Linked DNA regions of Mus musculus: all the other regions are linked to region 1. A link is a contact called in public HiChIP or PLAC-seq data. All regions are on one chromosome and are shown on one strand. The core of a region is the stretch at or near the end of the contact, and the rest is flanking DNA. Distances in the headings are between cores, read along the strand shown. Region 1 holds the start of Fgr (FGR proto-oncogene, Src family tyrosine kinase). Region 2 holds the start of Rab42 (RAB42, member RAS oncogene family). Region 3 holds the start of Snhg3 (small nucleolar RNA host gene 3).

What was found. HiChIP or PLAC-seq counts read pairs in DNA pulled down with a chosen protein or histone mark.
Region 2: a contact with region 1 is called in an H3K27ac HiChIP or PLAC-seq map of microglia, with 4 times the contacts expected there. The contact joins the promoter of Rab42 here to the promoter of Fgr in region 1.
Region 3: a contact with region 1 is called in an RNA polymerase II HiChIP or PLAC-seq map of embryonic stem cells, with 7 read pairs. The contact joins the promoter of Snhg3 here to the promoter of Fgr in region 1. A contact is called at or near these places in 3 of 115 datasets of contacts at active chromatin or transcription factors (bone marrow-derived macrophages, embryonic stem cells and pancreatic cancer cells).

The regions. Positions count from the first base shown.
Region 1 is chr4:132,971,901-132,976,355 of GRCm38.p6, forward strand. It overlaps Fgr (FGR proto-oncogene, Src family tyrosine kinase), which reads left to right and starts at 2,195. Exons shown (of 13, transcript NM_010208.4): 1 at 2,195-2,370.
Region 2 is chr4:132,300,680-132,305,134 of GRCm38.p6, forward strand. Rab42 (RAB42, member RAS oncogene family) reads right to left here and starts at 2,677. Exons shown (of 2, transcript NM_001081651.1): 1 at 2,432-2,677; 2 at 1,515-2,003. The coding sequence starts at 2,658. The coding sequence ends at 1,583.
Region 3 is chr4:132,351,909-132,356,363 of GRCm38.p6, forward strand. It overlaps Snhg3 (small nucleolar RNA host gene 3), which reads right to left and starts at 1,778. Exons shown (of 3, transcript NR_003270.2): 1 at 1,689-1,778; 2 at 755-790; 3 at 25-335. Snora73b (small nucleolar RNA, H/ACA box 73b) reads right to left here and starts at 618; the gene lies at 414-618. Snora73a (small nucleolar RNA, H/ACA box 73a) reads right to left here and starts at 1,071; the gene lies at 867-1,071. Phactr4 (phosphatase and actin regulator 4) reads right to left here. Exons shown (of 13, transcript NM_001161797.1): 13 at 4,015-4,455. RefSeq lists a cis regulatory region at 1,517-2,036.

The DNA of each region.
Region 1 (4,455 bases), core at 945-3,444:
GAGAAGTAACAGTCTCGTTGAGTCATCCTGTGGCTGCTTGGCCCTGTGCATTGCTTCTGTGACTATGCCGACTATGCCAGAATCCATCCCAGAGCCCTAGCCTCCATCCTGCCCAGCGCTGACAGTGACTCAAAACTGTGAAGTCTGATCTAAGGAAGAAGGGAATGGATGTCCACAAGCAAATAGCATTTACCACGTGGCAGGCCCTTGGTGTGACAGCTACAGGGTCTCTCCCAAGGTTTTTGTGAAGTGCTGTCTTCTGCAGTCTTTATTGCATGAAGAATGGAAATGCAGAGAGCAAGCATAACTTGTCCAAGGGCACCAACAGCTAGGGAGTCTGTCTCTGCAACCAGGTAGCATGGGACGGAAGTCTGTGGTCAGGAAGGCTTCTCTGAGGAGGGAGCAAACATAGTAACCAACCGGAAGGAGCCGGTTTCAGACCAGAAGAAGAGTGCTCCAGGCAAGAGCAGGTGAGGGCTCTGCTGGAAAGTGTGTGAACACTGGGGAAGGCCCCTAGGGAGCCACCCAGGAGCTGGACTTAGAAGAAGAATTACAGAGCAATTCCTCCAAGATCAGTGTATGTCCTTCTGTCTCTCCCTTATTCCCTCCCTCTCTCCCTTGCTTCTCTCTTTTCCCTCCTGTTTTTTCTTCCTTCCTCTTTTCCTCTCTCCTCTTCTGTCTTCTCTTCCCATCTCCTCTAATCTCTGCCTTCTCCTGTCCTATCTCCCTGCCTTCCTCTGCCTCCCCCTCCTCCTCCTCCTCCTCTTCCCTTCCTCCCTCCTCTCAGGTAGAGAATCACTACTCCTCTTTGGCTGTCCTCCAATCCACAGGGCTCAAGCATCCTCTTGAGTAGCTGGGAGTGCAGCTGGTGCGGCTGTTCCTTTTGTATCTGGGCTCCCTATGGCTGGGCTCCCATTGGCCACGATATACATTTATTTGTTAATTGCACACATGGATCAATGGCCAAGGCCAACTTAGAGGATGCTCTATAATGGTGGCAGTGCTATCCAGGCAGGGTAAAGCCACCCTCCCACAGTCCCTGAACCTCCACTACATTTCCTTTCTTCCTCCTACACCCACTTCATATTTTCCTAAGAGAGAAGCACTTTTATTTGGTTTTTTGAGACAGAGTTTCTTTGTGTAGCCTTGGTTGTTTTGGAACTCACTCCATAGACCAGGCTGGCCTCAAACTCAACAAAGATCTGCTTGCCTCAGCCTCCCAAGTGCTGGAGTTAAAGGTGTTTGCCATGGCTCATTGAGAGAAGCATTCCTATCTGCATCCATCACTTGCTGACACCGTGTGTGTCACCATGATCCTCCTGAACTTGTACTTTAGGGCGCTCACACACAGCCCCCTACACCCCTGTCTGTACACAGAAGCACACCTGACTGCATAATGTGTCCGAGCTGTTGATTCTAAACCCAGTCACGCATCGTCATCGCCTATCATCAGTATAGCCCCGGGGACACCCACTTGAATCTTCCATGCCTTAAGCCCTCACCCTCCCACAAACATTTCCAATTCAACCCTAGCTCTCCCTCCCCAGGCAGGGGGATTTCCTGGGTCTCAGTGCACCTTGGTTTTAGAGAGGTAATACTGGTAATAACTCTTGGTTTTAAAGGGAGGGTGGGTATCGGGCTGGGGGAGTATAGGGAGGGCTCTCCTAGAGACACTGTGATTGATTAAGGATTCTCCTCAGCTTCTCTAAAACTTGTGTGTGGCAGTAGCCTGATGGGAGCTGATTGTTGTGAAAAACAGGTACCCAAAGGCAAGGGCCTTATCTCCACCGCCCAGTTCCTAAAGATGAGGCGGCAGGGTATAAGTGACAGGCAAAAGATCCCTGGCAAATGTAGTGACAGTAGTGTAAAGGCTACAGGCTATGTGAACTTGGGCCAAGTTATCCTGACCTGGCTCTGTGTTTTCCTACCTAGGAGATGAGTGGGGAGTGGGAGCCTTTGGGATGGCCAACCCCCCACCCCCTTGGTATCCCACTCTAGTAACTAAAGGGACAGGTCCCTTTGGCCGGAACCTTTGGGAAGGAGCTGGGGCGCAGGGACAGCGCTGGGAGAGCCCATCCACAGCGGGAAGTGGGAGCCAGCGGACTTTGGATCTGGGGGCCCCTCCTGGCTTTGGGCAGCAGTCTAGGGGCTGAGGCGTGACTTCGACTTCTCTGGCTGCCGCCTCCTCCTCCGCAGTCACCAAAATAAGAGAAGTCCGAGACGGCTTCCTCCTCCCTCCCCAGAGTAGGTAGTAGGGGCAGAGGCGGGTAGCACCTCACTTTACCCCCCACATCGCCTCTCCTGGTTGCTGGAAGTTAGGGTTGGCTCGCCCCAGATCGAGTCACCCGCAGCTGGCTCCCTTGAGACCAGGTAGGCGGCCAAACCCGGTGGGGGCTGGTAGGGCAAATGTTGCCCCGCCCCTAACCGTCCTCACCTTGGAGGGAAGATTTGGGGGTAAACCTGAACTTTGAGAGCTGAGCAAGTTGAAAGCGGGAGATGGGGGTGGGGATCCCATTCAGAAAGGAAATGAAGAAGGAAAACTAAGGAAAGCTGGAAAAGGCTGATAAAAACCTAGGAGAAGGCCGAGGCAGTACGGCGAAGGCAGACCAAAAATTCCCCCTAAAAGTCTAAATGGGGAAAGAGAGGGAAACTGTGTTGTAAATTTGATAAAATTTGGGGAGAGGGCTGAAAGTACAGGAAGGCACTGTGGGATCCCCCAAAAGCGTCTAGGGAGAGCCCTGAGAGGCTTTCAGGAGGAGAAAAAGGAAAGAAGCTGAGGGGGTATGAGAGAGGGGTAGTAGGTGGGGAAACTGGAAAGGGGGAGGGGATACTGAGGAAATCGGTCGCGAGTTCCCGAGAAGGGGGTCTAGGAGAGTGACTTCTGCAGAACTCGGAGTCCAGAGTGCAGTTCTGGGGTCTCAGAGGCCGGCTATCTGGATTCCTCAGAGGGAAGCGGGGAGTCTGCAAACTCCCCCCAGACCCTCTAGCTACATCAGTGGGGCAGCGGGTTCCAGACACCCTGGGGATTCCTTCCAGCAGCTGGAGGCGTGGATCTGGGTTTCCTGGGGAAGACCTCACCCTGGGGCATCAGACCTCCCTGGGTGCTTTTCCCTATCCGCAGTGGCGGTCAAGGTTTGCGTCCCTGTCGGGATCCGGGAATTGCTGGCAGCCCCGACGGAAATCCTGCTTTTGACCGCCAATGCCCGCAGGGGCTGTTTCCATGGCAACACAGGGCAGTGAGGCCAGTTGGCTTTGGGCCGCTGCAGGCTCAAGGCTGGCAGCCAACTTTGGTCCCTGCCTTCGTCCCCATTTTTGGTCCTTGATCCGGGTGTGTTGCACCACAGAGGGAGTGAGAGGGTGCCGCTTGGTGTTCAGGGGTCTCCTGCCTCAGAGACATGTTCTCTTAGCAAGAATGGGCCTTTAATTGCTATGCAGACCTCAAGGAGAGCTAGCTTTCTCTGGACTTTTGCTTTTCTCATTGGAACTTTGGGGAAGAAACTAGCCCTCCCCATACCAAAGCTGTGCCTAGTGGCTCATGCCTATAATAATCCTTGCATCCAGCAAACAGAGGTAGGGAGGTTGTCACGAGTTCAAGACCACCTTGAGCGATATAAGCAGAAAGACAGGTGGGGTGGGGGAAACAGAAATAGAATGGGAAGGGGTGGGGCGGGGAGGAGAGGGGAGAATGGAGGAGAAGGCAGATGAAGTTCTATCAGATCCAGGCCAGCTGGCTCTACACAGTTCTTTGCCTTCTCAAAGCATGGAGGACCAGAAAGCTTCGCTGACAGGGCCTCTGAGAACCAGCACACAGTTGGCATCTACTAAATGTCACGTTTACTAGGGCCCATTCCAAGAAGGTTAGCAGGGTTCGCATCTGTACCCCACTCTCCAGGTGGCCACCCTACAAGCAAGCCTTTTGTAGTCTAGAATTGGATGCAATGAGCATCCTTCCATTTGTAGTGGGAAGGTGGAGGGGGTAGCCAAGCTGTGTGGACCCAAGAGAGGGGGAGGTGGAGGGGGGCTCCTGCCTATATCAGCTCCTGCTCCCCAGCAGGCTTGAAGCTGTGAGTGAGATTGTGTGAGGGTGCTCCCCAGTGTGCTGTGGGCTTGAAGTGAATGTGTTCACGCCTGGGTGCTTGCTTTTGTGTGGTTATTGGGGGTGGGGGGTGGGGGCTGCTCGGAAGCTACCTAAGGTTGAAGTGACAAGGGACGTAACCAGCCCTGACAGGCTGGGTAAGGGACAGGGAAGACAGAGATGAGGAAGGAAGAGCCAAGTCTCTTCCACACAGCACATTGGGTCAGCCGATGGTAAGGAAAGCAGACTGCCCCATCCCACTCCCTCAAGACTAAGGGATGAGATTAAAGGCTTGGGCCACCACAGACAGCAGGGGTCTCTCTCTCTCTCTCTCTCTCTCTCTCTCTCTCTCTCTTCCTGGATATTCGAGGCAGGGTTTC
Region 2 (4,455 bases), core at 1,427-3,926, 670 kb before region 1:
AACTCAGAGATCTACCTGCCTCTGCCTCCCAAGTACTGAGATTAAAGGCATGCACCACCACACCTAGCTAGCTGAGCCACTTTTTTTTTTTTTAGATTTATTTATTTATTATATGTAAGTACACTGTAGCTGTCTTCAGACACACCAGAAGAGGGCGTAGATCTCATTACAGATGGTTGTGAGCCACCATGTGGTTGCTGGGATTTGAACTCTGGACCTTTGGAAGAGCAGTCGGGTGCTCTTACCCACTGAGCCATCTCACCAGCCCGAGCCACTTCTTATATGAATGTTTTGCTAGCTGTATATGTGTGCCATATACAAGCCTGGTGTCCTTGGAGGCTAGACTGAAGTGATGGGTGGTTGTAACTCACTGTGGATGCAAAGCATTGAATTACTACTCTACACTATTCACAAGGGCTCAGAACTGCTGAGCCATCTCTCCAGGCCCCTCCCTGTCTCCTCTTTTGTTTGTTTGCTTGCTTGTTTTGATATCATCTTACTGAGTAGCATAGCTCTGGCTAACCTGAAACTTACTATGTAGATCAGGCTGATCCACCTATCTCTGCCTCCTCAGTACTGAGATGAAAGGAATATGTTCTACGCCTTGAACACCATTCTCATAGACAGATGCGGGTTGCCTTAAGGATGGTCAGGTTCCAGGCAGCGCAGAATCCCGAGGTCCATCATGCAATGGTACTCCCGGCAGACACCCTGGTGACACCTCCATGCTGCCTAACAAATCTGCTGCTCACTCAGCCAACCCTGAAAGTCAACTCTAGGCACTGAGCTTGAGTTGGGAGCTGGGAGAAGCACCATGTGTTACTAAGGGCTGGGAAGCTCTAAAACTTCCACTAGAATTCCCCACACTGCCTTGCCAGCAAAGCCGTGGACAGACACTGGGACGCTGTCTTCCAGCCCAGAAACGCTGCCAGAATAACTATGTGGAAGCCAAGAAAGAAGCCCGGAAGCATGGTATTACCATTCACCTGTCAAAGCTGGCAGGCGCTGAGTGAGCAGGCCTATCTCTATTGGCCTTTGCATGTAGCCTGGTCCACTGGAAGAGTAGCCAGTGCCCTTACCCCTGAGCCAGCCACCAAGGCTGACCTTGAACTGTCTACGGAGCTGAGAATGTGTTTAAGCTCCTGATCTTGCCTCTGCCTTTCAAGCTTGGGGATTACAGGTATTTGTGTGCCACCACAAGTCCCAACAAATCCCATACCTGATCTTAGATTTTTCCTCTAGAACGGAGTTGTGCAGAGAACTAAAAACCCAGAGAGAGTCTACCCTAGTGGAATACTTTTGTAATCTCAAGCACCCAAGAAGGTTACTAGCTCAAGGCCAGACTAGGCAATGTATCAAGATCCATTCTGAAAATATAAAAGAGTTGAGGCTGTCTATAGCTAGCTAGCCCTGTGTTGAATTTCTGATGAAGAAAAAAAAAAATCCCAAGAATTAGAAGGCAGGGAGGGACATGTCAGGAGACTGTTGGTATTAGTCTTTTTTTTTTTTTTTTTGTCTGTTGTCCTCCTGTGTCACCAGAGAGTCTGAGGCAGTTACCACTTTAACCCTTTCTCTCCTGGAGTCAACATTGGCATGTGCCTGAGTCCTGCTTCCTGCTAGAGGATCTAGGGTTTGGAGATCTATGGAGGAGCCGGACACCCGCCCAGTCCTTGTCCAGCTTGATGTCCCCCTGCTGCAGGGCCTGTTCGATGGCGCTGGTGACAGTGTCAAAGGCCAGGTCGACATTGCAGTTGCTTTTGGCCGAGGTCTCCATGAAGCCCATGCCCAGAGAGGCAGCAAGTTCCTCTGCTTCCTGAGAGGATACGCATCGGGTGTTCAGGTCACACTTGTGGCCAACCAGTAAGAAGACCACCTTGTCAGGGCCCTGAGTGGATACGACCTCCTGGTGCCAGGCTTGGATGTGTTCAAAGGACTCTCTGTTCGTCACATCAAAGACCAACAGAACGCCCACCATGTTCCGGTAAAAAGACCTGGTGATGCACCTGAAGGGGAGTGTGTGTATAATCGGGAAAATTGTAATGGCTTTAAGACAGTCTTAGAGCCCGCCCACCTCCACCCCGAGATCCACAGGCAGCTTCCTGTGCCTGCATACAAGTCTTCCTTCCCACCCCTTGACATGTCTGCTTCGGCTCTCTGCATCTCTGGGAAAGTCAGAGTTTTAGTGCCAATTCTCTTTATGCTGCTGTTCCTCTAGGGCTGGGTAAGGCCTTTGGGGGTGGGGATGTGGTTCAAAGACCACAGCACAAGCTGGGGCTGGGGGCTTGGCCCACTCCGCGGAGTTTGAAGGATGAATGACTGAATAGGGAGGGGTGCAGGGTAGGGACCATGGATCCTTGCTTGAGCCCCTGCAGTTGGCACCTGTGAGAAAGGGTCCCCCCAAGTGACTGACATTACCCACTTCTCGCCGCACCTGAAGCACTCTTGGCCTGCGGTGTCCCAGAGCTGCAGTTTGACTCGCAGCCCAGCGGGTAGTTGCAGCGCGCGGCTGTAGAACTCCACGCCTACAGTGGGTTCGGGATCCGGCTCCGCCGCCCCCCGCGCGCCCGCCACGTAACACCGTAGCAGTGACGTCTTGCCCACCCCTGCGTCCCCGAGCAGCGCGATCCGAAATTGGTAGCTGCAGCCGGCCGCCTCCATAGGATCTGGGCTCCCCGCTGACCTCAGACAGTTTCTGTGTGGCTCCGCCCCTCTCCCCCCACCCCCACTCCCCCATGAGTCTGTTACTGGTACAGCATCCAGGAAGGGTCAAGATCTGGAGAACTTGATCCTGGAAGGCAATCCCGGATGTAGTTGGTCGGGCAAGACCTAAATCACTACCTCTGTAAAATGGGACAGTTACCACTTTTGCTTCACAGTATAAAGGAATTAAAAAGTCTTTAATCCCACAACTGGTGAGGTAGAGAAAGGAGGATCTCTGAGTTGGAGGCCAGCCTGGGCTACAAAGTTCCATCCAGGGCAGCCAGTGCTATGCAGAGAAACCTTGTCTCCGATTAAAAAAAGAAAGCCGGGCTGGTGAGATGGCTCAGTGGGTAAGAGCACCCGACTGCTCTTCCGAAGGTCCAGAGTTCAAATCCCAGCAACCACATGGTGGCTCACAACCATCCTTAACGAGATCTGACTCCCTCTTCTGGAGTGCCTGAAAACAGCTACAGTGTACTTACATATAATAAATAAATAAATCTTCAGTTGTGGCACACGCCTTTAATCCCAGCATTTGGGAGGCAGAGGCAGGTGGATTTGAGTTCGAGGCCAGCCTTGTCTACAGAGTGAGTTCCAGGACAGCCAGGGCTACACAGAGAAACCCTGTCTAAAAAACAAAACAACAACAACAAAAAAAAAAACCACTTAGATTCAGCTTTAGTGGACTATTTTAGGCTTAGGCTTAGGAGTCCAAGGCTCAAAGGTGTGGCTTGTCCCATGTGGCTTGTCCCAGGTCATACAGTGCTTCTTAGAGTCATAGTGACTCTAAGCCCATGACTGACTCCCTTGATGCCTAAAAAGAGACAGTCAGAAAGCCAGGATGACCCGGTTGGGTCTTGGGTTCCGTTTGGATGAAAGCTCACATGAGGCAGCACGTGTGCACTCAGATCTGGCTTCTAGAAGCGGAAGGAAGGAATCACAGCTGGAGTTTTGGCTGGTCCCAGGCAGTGTTTGTTTGTTTGTTTGTTTGTTTCAAGACAGGGTTTCTCTGTGTAGCCCTGACTGTCCTGGAACTGCTCTGTAGACCAGGCTGGCCTGCCTCTGTCACCACCACCCAGCATGGGCCTAGGCAGTTCTCAACCTTACAAGGAGGTGGTTACTCCACTCACTTCTACAATGGAAGAAACTGAAGCTCAGAGAAATTACATGGCAGGCCCAAGCTCATTCACTAAGGAAGACTTCAACAGCAGGCAAAACCCAGAGTTTTGTTTATTTGTTTGTTTATTTATTTTATTTGAGGCAGGGTTTCTCTGTGTTACAACATTGGCTGCCCTGGAACTCACTTTCTAGACAAGGTTTGTTTATTATTAATTTTCTCACAGGACCAGTCCGAGATCTGGAACAGCCCAGGGTTTTTCTTACCATCCTCCTCTTCCCTCTCCTCCTCCTCCTCCTAAAAAATTATTTATTTATTTTATGTATATGAATACACTATAGCTGTCTTCAGACACACCAGAAGAAGACATCAGATCCCATTACAGATGACTGTGAGCCACCATGTGGTTGCTGGGAATTGAACTCAGGACATCTAGAAGAGCAGTCAATGCTCTTAACTGCGGATCCATCTCTTCAGCCCTCCTCCTCCTCCTCCTCCTCCTCCTCCTCCTCCTCCTCTTCCTCCTTTCTTTTGAATTTACTTATGTGTATGCATGTATGGAGGCCAGAGGACAGCTTGAAGATGTAGGTCCTCCTTCTACCCTGTAGGTTCCAGGGATTGAACTTAGGCCTTCAAGC
Region 3 (4,455 bases), core at 528-3,027, 620 kb before region 1:
ACACACACATTAAATCACAGGAAAAGACATTCAAATGCTTTAATTCAGATTTTAACTTATGACAATAATCTTACAGAGAATGTGGGAACAGAAAAATGACATATATGGTTTATATAATATGGTCTGGGGGAAACCTGTTGGGACCTCAAAAAATGAGAACCATGGTGAAGGTTCTCAAATCTAGACATAACCTATCAAAAGAAATGTATTTACCAGAGTTAAGTAGGCAGAAAAGCTTGCCCCAGCTTCTAATGGCCGAGGCTGTAACAGACAAAATTTTAGCACGCTGTATATAATAACTATTCAGTAGGTGCCCCCGCTGATTCTCTTCTTTCCTGGAAGAGGGGAAAAAAAAAACAACACAAACATCAGGTTCCTAAAGTTGACATACCAAAAGCCTTAGGAATTTAAATTTTTGTTTCCTGCATGGTTTGTCTCCTCAGTCATGGTCCACGGGACTCTGAGAAGTCGTAGGAATATGCAGGCGCAGACTCGAAAGCCCAGCTTCATCTCCAACGTTGTGGAAAGGGACTGTACATCACCGGGCAATGCCCTAAGCTCCCGTTCGCCACTAGGACAGAGCCCGGGGAGAGTGACCTCCCGGGATATCCACGTTGGAATGTCTGGTTAGCACCCAAACGTTTAGTCAACTTCAACAGGCGACTACACCCCCCCCCCCCACACACACAGTGTATATCACTAATAACGTACACATGGAGCAGAAAGCACTAAGCCAGCCTCAGGGTGAACGTACCTCCATCAACAAAGTACCTGAAATCATTGACCGGGTCTGCAAGAGAAGACTTTAATCAGTAAGTTAAACCCTTAGAGTACTCGGACGCACCCCCAGATTGCATGACTTAAAAAACTGTTTCCTGCATGGTTTGTCTCCTCAGTCATGGTCCACAGGACTCTGAGAAGTCGTAGGAATATGCAGGCGCAGACTCGAAAGCCCAGCTTTATCTCCAACGTTGTGGAAAGGGACTGTACATCACCGGGCAATGCCCTAAGCTCCCGCTCGCCACTAGGACAGAGCCCGGGGAGAGTGACCTCCCGGGATATCCACGTCGGATAGTCATGGTAATGTCTTTTTTTTTGACAAAATGCCACAGGGTCCTTTTGCCAGACCTCCAGCTGGAGGAAAAACCCCAAAAACGCCTGTCTCCAGAGTGCTGTGACTACAGACTTCAGCCACCTTTTCAGATCTTGAAGCAAACAGAACACAACACCCCCATCGGAACCAAACTATCCAGAAATTATCTACCTAAAAAAGGGTCCTCTGAAAAATGGGAGATTAATGAACAAAAAACTGCAGAAATCCCGTTACAAGGTGAAGAGAAAGTATAACTGGGAAGCAAGGCGAAATGATTAAGTTAAAACCGAACGCTGGAAGGCGGCTAACACTTCAAATCACAAGGCAGGAACCAAAGACCCTGTCCTCTTAAAGTGAACATTAAAGGAAAGTGCGTAGACCAACTCAGTCTCCCAGGCAATAATCCTGCGAGCGTTGGGATCCCCGAAAGAAAACGGTTACTGGGCTCGGAGGCGCGTGACCTCACGCCATGCTCGGCTAGTGAGCCCGGCCTCCCACACCGGGTCCGCCCAGCCGCGACCCTGCCTGTCTGCGGAGCCCGTGCGGGACCGCGCGGGCAAACCCTCAGCAGCCGAGAGCAGCGCACTGTACTCACCAAGAACAAGCACACCAAGAGAGCGACGCCTAGAGAGACAGACCCGCGCCGACGCAGCCATATTTATACCTTAAGTAACGCCCGGAAGTCAGGCGTGGTCGACTATGCCTGCGCCTGCGCAGGGTTACGCTCACTTAGAAGCATTGGAAATGCGCTAAGGCTGATGGGATCGAGAACTTTTACCCTACTAAGGTGTTGGCGGTCTTAGCGTGAAATTGTTGAGCTTGTGAGGTTTGTCCTCTCGGCCTGGATACACTGGTATATGCAAAATGAAAAAAAAAAAAAAAGCCTAGAGAAATATTTTCTAGATTCCAGAGTTTGAATCTACTTTGTTTGTGGAAGGAACAGTTGATACAGAACATAGATGCTACAATTAAAAACTTCCCATGGAGGGGGCCTGAGAGGTGGCTTAGTGGTTAAGATTCCTGGTTGAAGGCGGGAGGGTGGCGCACGCCTTTAGTCCTAGCACTCAGGAGGCAGAGGCAGGCGGATTTCTGAATTTAAGGCCAGCCTGGTCTACAGAGTGAGTTCCAGGTCATCCAGGGCCACACAGAGAAACCCTGTCTCGAAAAAACAAAAACAAAACACTAATGCTGTTTCCCAGATTTTTAAGACATGAAATTAAGCCTGATGAATGTTGTTGTGAAATATTTATTTGAAAGAATGGCTGTCTGGGCGTGATGGTGTAGGTTTTTCTGTTTTGTTTTTTGAGTCAGGGTTTCTCTGTATAGCCCTGGCTGTCCTGGAACTCTTTGTACACCAGGCTGGCCTCGAACTCAGAAACCCGCCTGCCTCTGCCTCCAGAGTGCTGGGATCAAAGGCGTGCGTCACCACACCCAGCTCCCATTGAGCCATCTTGTTGGCTCTGCCCTCTCCTTTCTGACATGGTTTTTCAGACCTCAGTCTCTCTCCACGAAAAACAGTGGGCAGTGTGAACCTTCAGAACAACCTTCTGGAGATGTTTTAACCCCAAAGCTGCAGGAACAAGGGGAGACCTAATAATCTGGACCACGGGAACATGGGATCAGAGAAACATCCAACAAAAAGTTCTGACTACTGGTTTCTTTTCACGCTTAGGGAAGGGTAATGTGCCAAGTGCCAAGCAGCAAATGAGTCACTGCTGAGGTGCCCTGGGCAGAAACTGGGCAGCCTGCCAGAGAGGACAGGCAGTACCAGCCACTCTGGTGACACCAGCCTGGTGACACCAACCTGAGGTTCATTCAGCTGTGGGCCATATTGAGTTAATCCTTGTAAGGGACTGTTGAAACTCCTTGTTCTCAAACATATGTAAAAATGGCATTTGTCAGCTGGGCGTGGTGGCACATGCCTTTAATCCCAGCACTCTCGAGGCAGAGGCAGGCAGATTTCTGAGTTCAAAGCCAGCCTGGTCTACAAAGTGAGTGCCAGGACAGCCAGGGCTACACAGAGAAACCCTGTCTCAAAAAAACAAAAACAAAAACAAAAACAAAAAAAAAAAAAAATATATATATATATATATATAGTATTTGTCTTGACCTTTAAAACAAAAAAACAAAAACAAAAAAAAACAAAACAACAAAAAAAAACAGCCGTGAGTGGTGGCGCATGCCTTTAATCTCAGCACTCCGGAGGCAGAGACAGGCGGATTTCTGAATTCGAAGCCAGCCTGGTCTACAAAGTGAGTTCTAGGACAGCCAGGGATATACAGAGAAACCCTGTCTCGAAAAACCAAAACCAACCAACCAAACAAACAAAAAACAAAAAAAAAAAAACCAACCCTGACCTACACAATCTCATTTTCCAGACAGGGTGGGGAGTGGTTAGGCAGGTGAGGCACCTAGTGGAGTTACCAGACATAGGGGGTTCCCAATACTCCTCTCTCTGCAATTTAGAGAGAGGGGCCGGGGAATGAATATCATATACCCTGGGCTATGCTGGCTGGCTTTGAATTTGTTATATTATTCAAGATGACCTTGAACTTCTGACCCTTCTTGGCTTCAGAAGCACCCACCGGGAACACTTTGTCTTGTTTGATGCTGGGAACTGAACACAGGGATCCCAGGCAAGTGCTCTACTGGGCTATATCCCAGCCCTGTGATTTTTGTTTGTTCAGAGAAACAAACAAACATGATAGTTTCACTTCTGGCTACATTTAACATTATCATTTATCTTCTTTTTATTTGAAGTCGTTAGCAGTATTTTGGGTGTCACTTTTAAGTTGTTTTAATCTTCTTGAATAAAACAAAAGACCAGAGGTGAGGGATATGGCTTAGGGTGACTGTCTAACATGCATGAGGCCTGAGCTCAATGCCCAGCACTAAAAAAGTAAAAAGTAACACAAATTCAGTTTTTTTGATATTCTAAAATACTTTAATAATTAAGATTGGTAGGAAGGCTGATATACAACGTAATTATGTATTTTACAGGATTCTGTACAGTAGGGAAGCATCTTAACATGCGACAGCGAGGCTTTAAGTCCTTTACATTAGGACTGTAAGCTTCCACTTACAGAAAGAAGACACATAATCAACTTTTATATACATAAAAACAAAACCACTGCCTAGATGCAGCCCTAACATATCCTGCTTCAGAAGACAGATGAGATGAACAGAGTCAGAGCCCTTGATGGCACACACAAGCAGACGGGAGCTCAGGATTGGCACGTGAGGGAGAACAGCTGAGAGAAGCCGTTGCTGGCCGGCAGGTATGGTGGGTGCATCTGTGAGCCCTGTACTCGGGAGGTGGAGGCAGGGGATCCTTGGCTACATAGTGAGGCTACATAAGACCC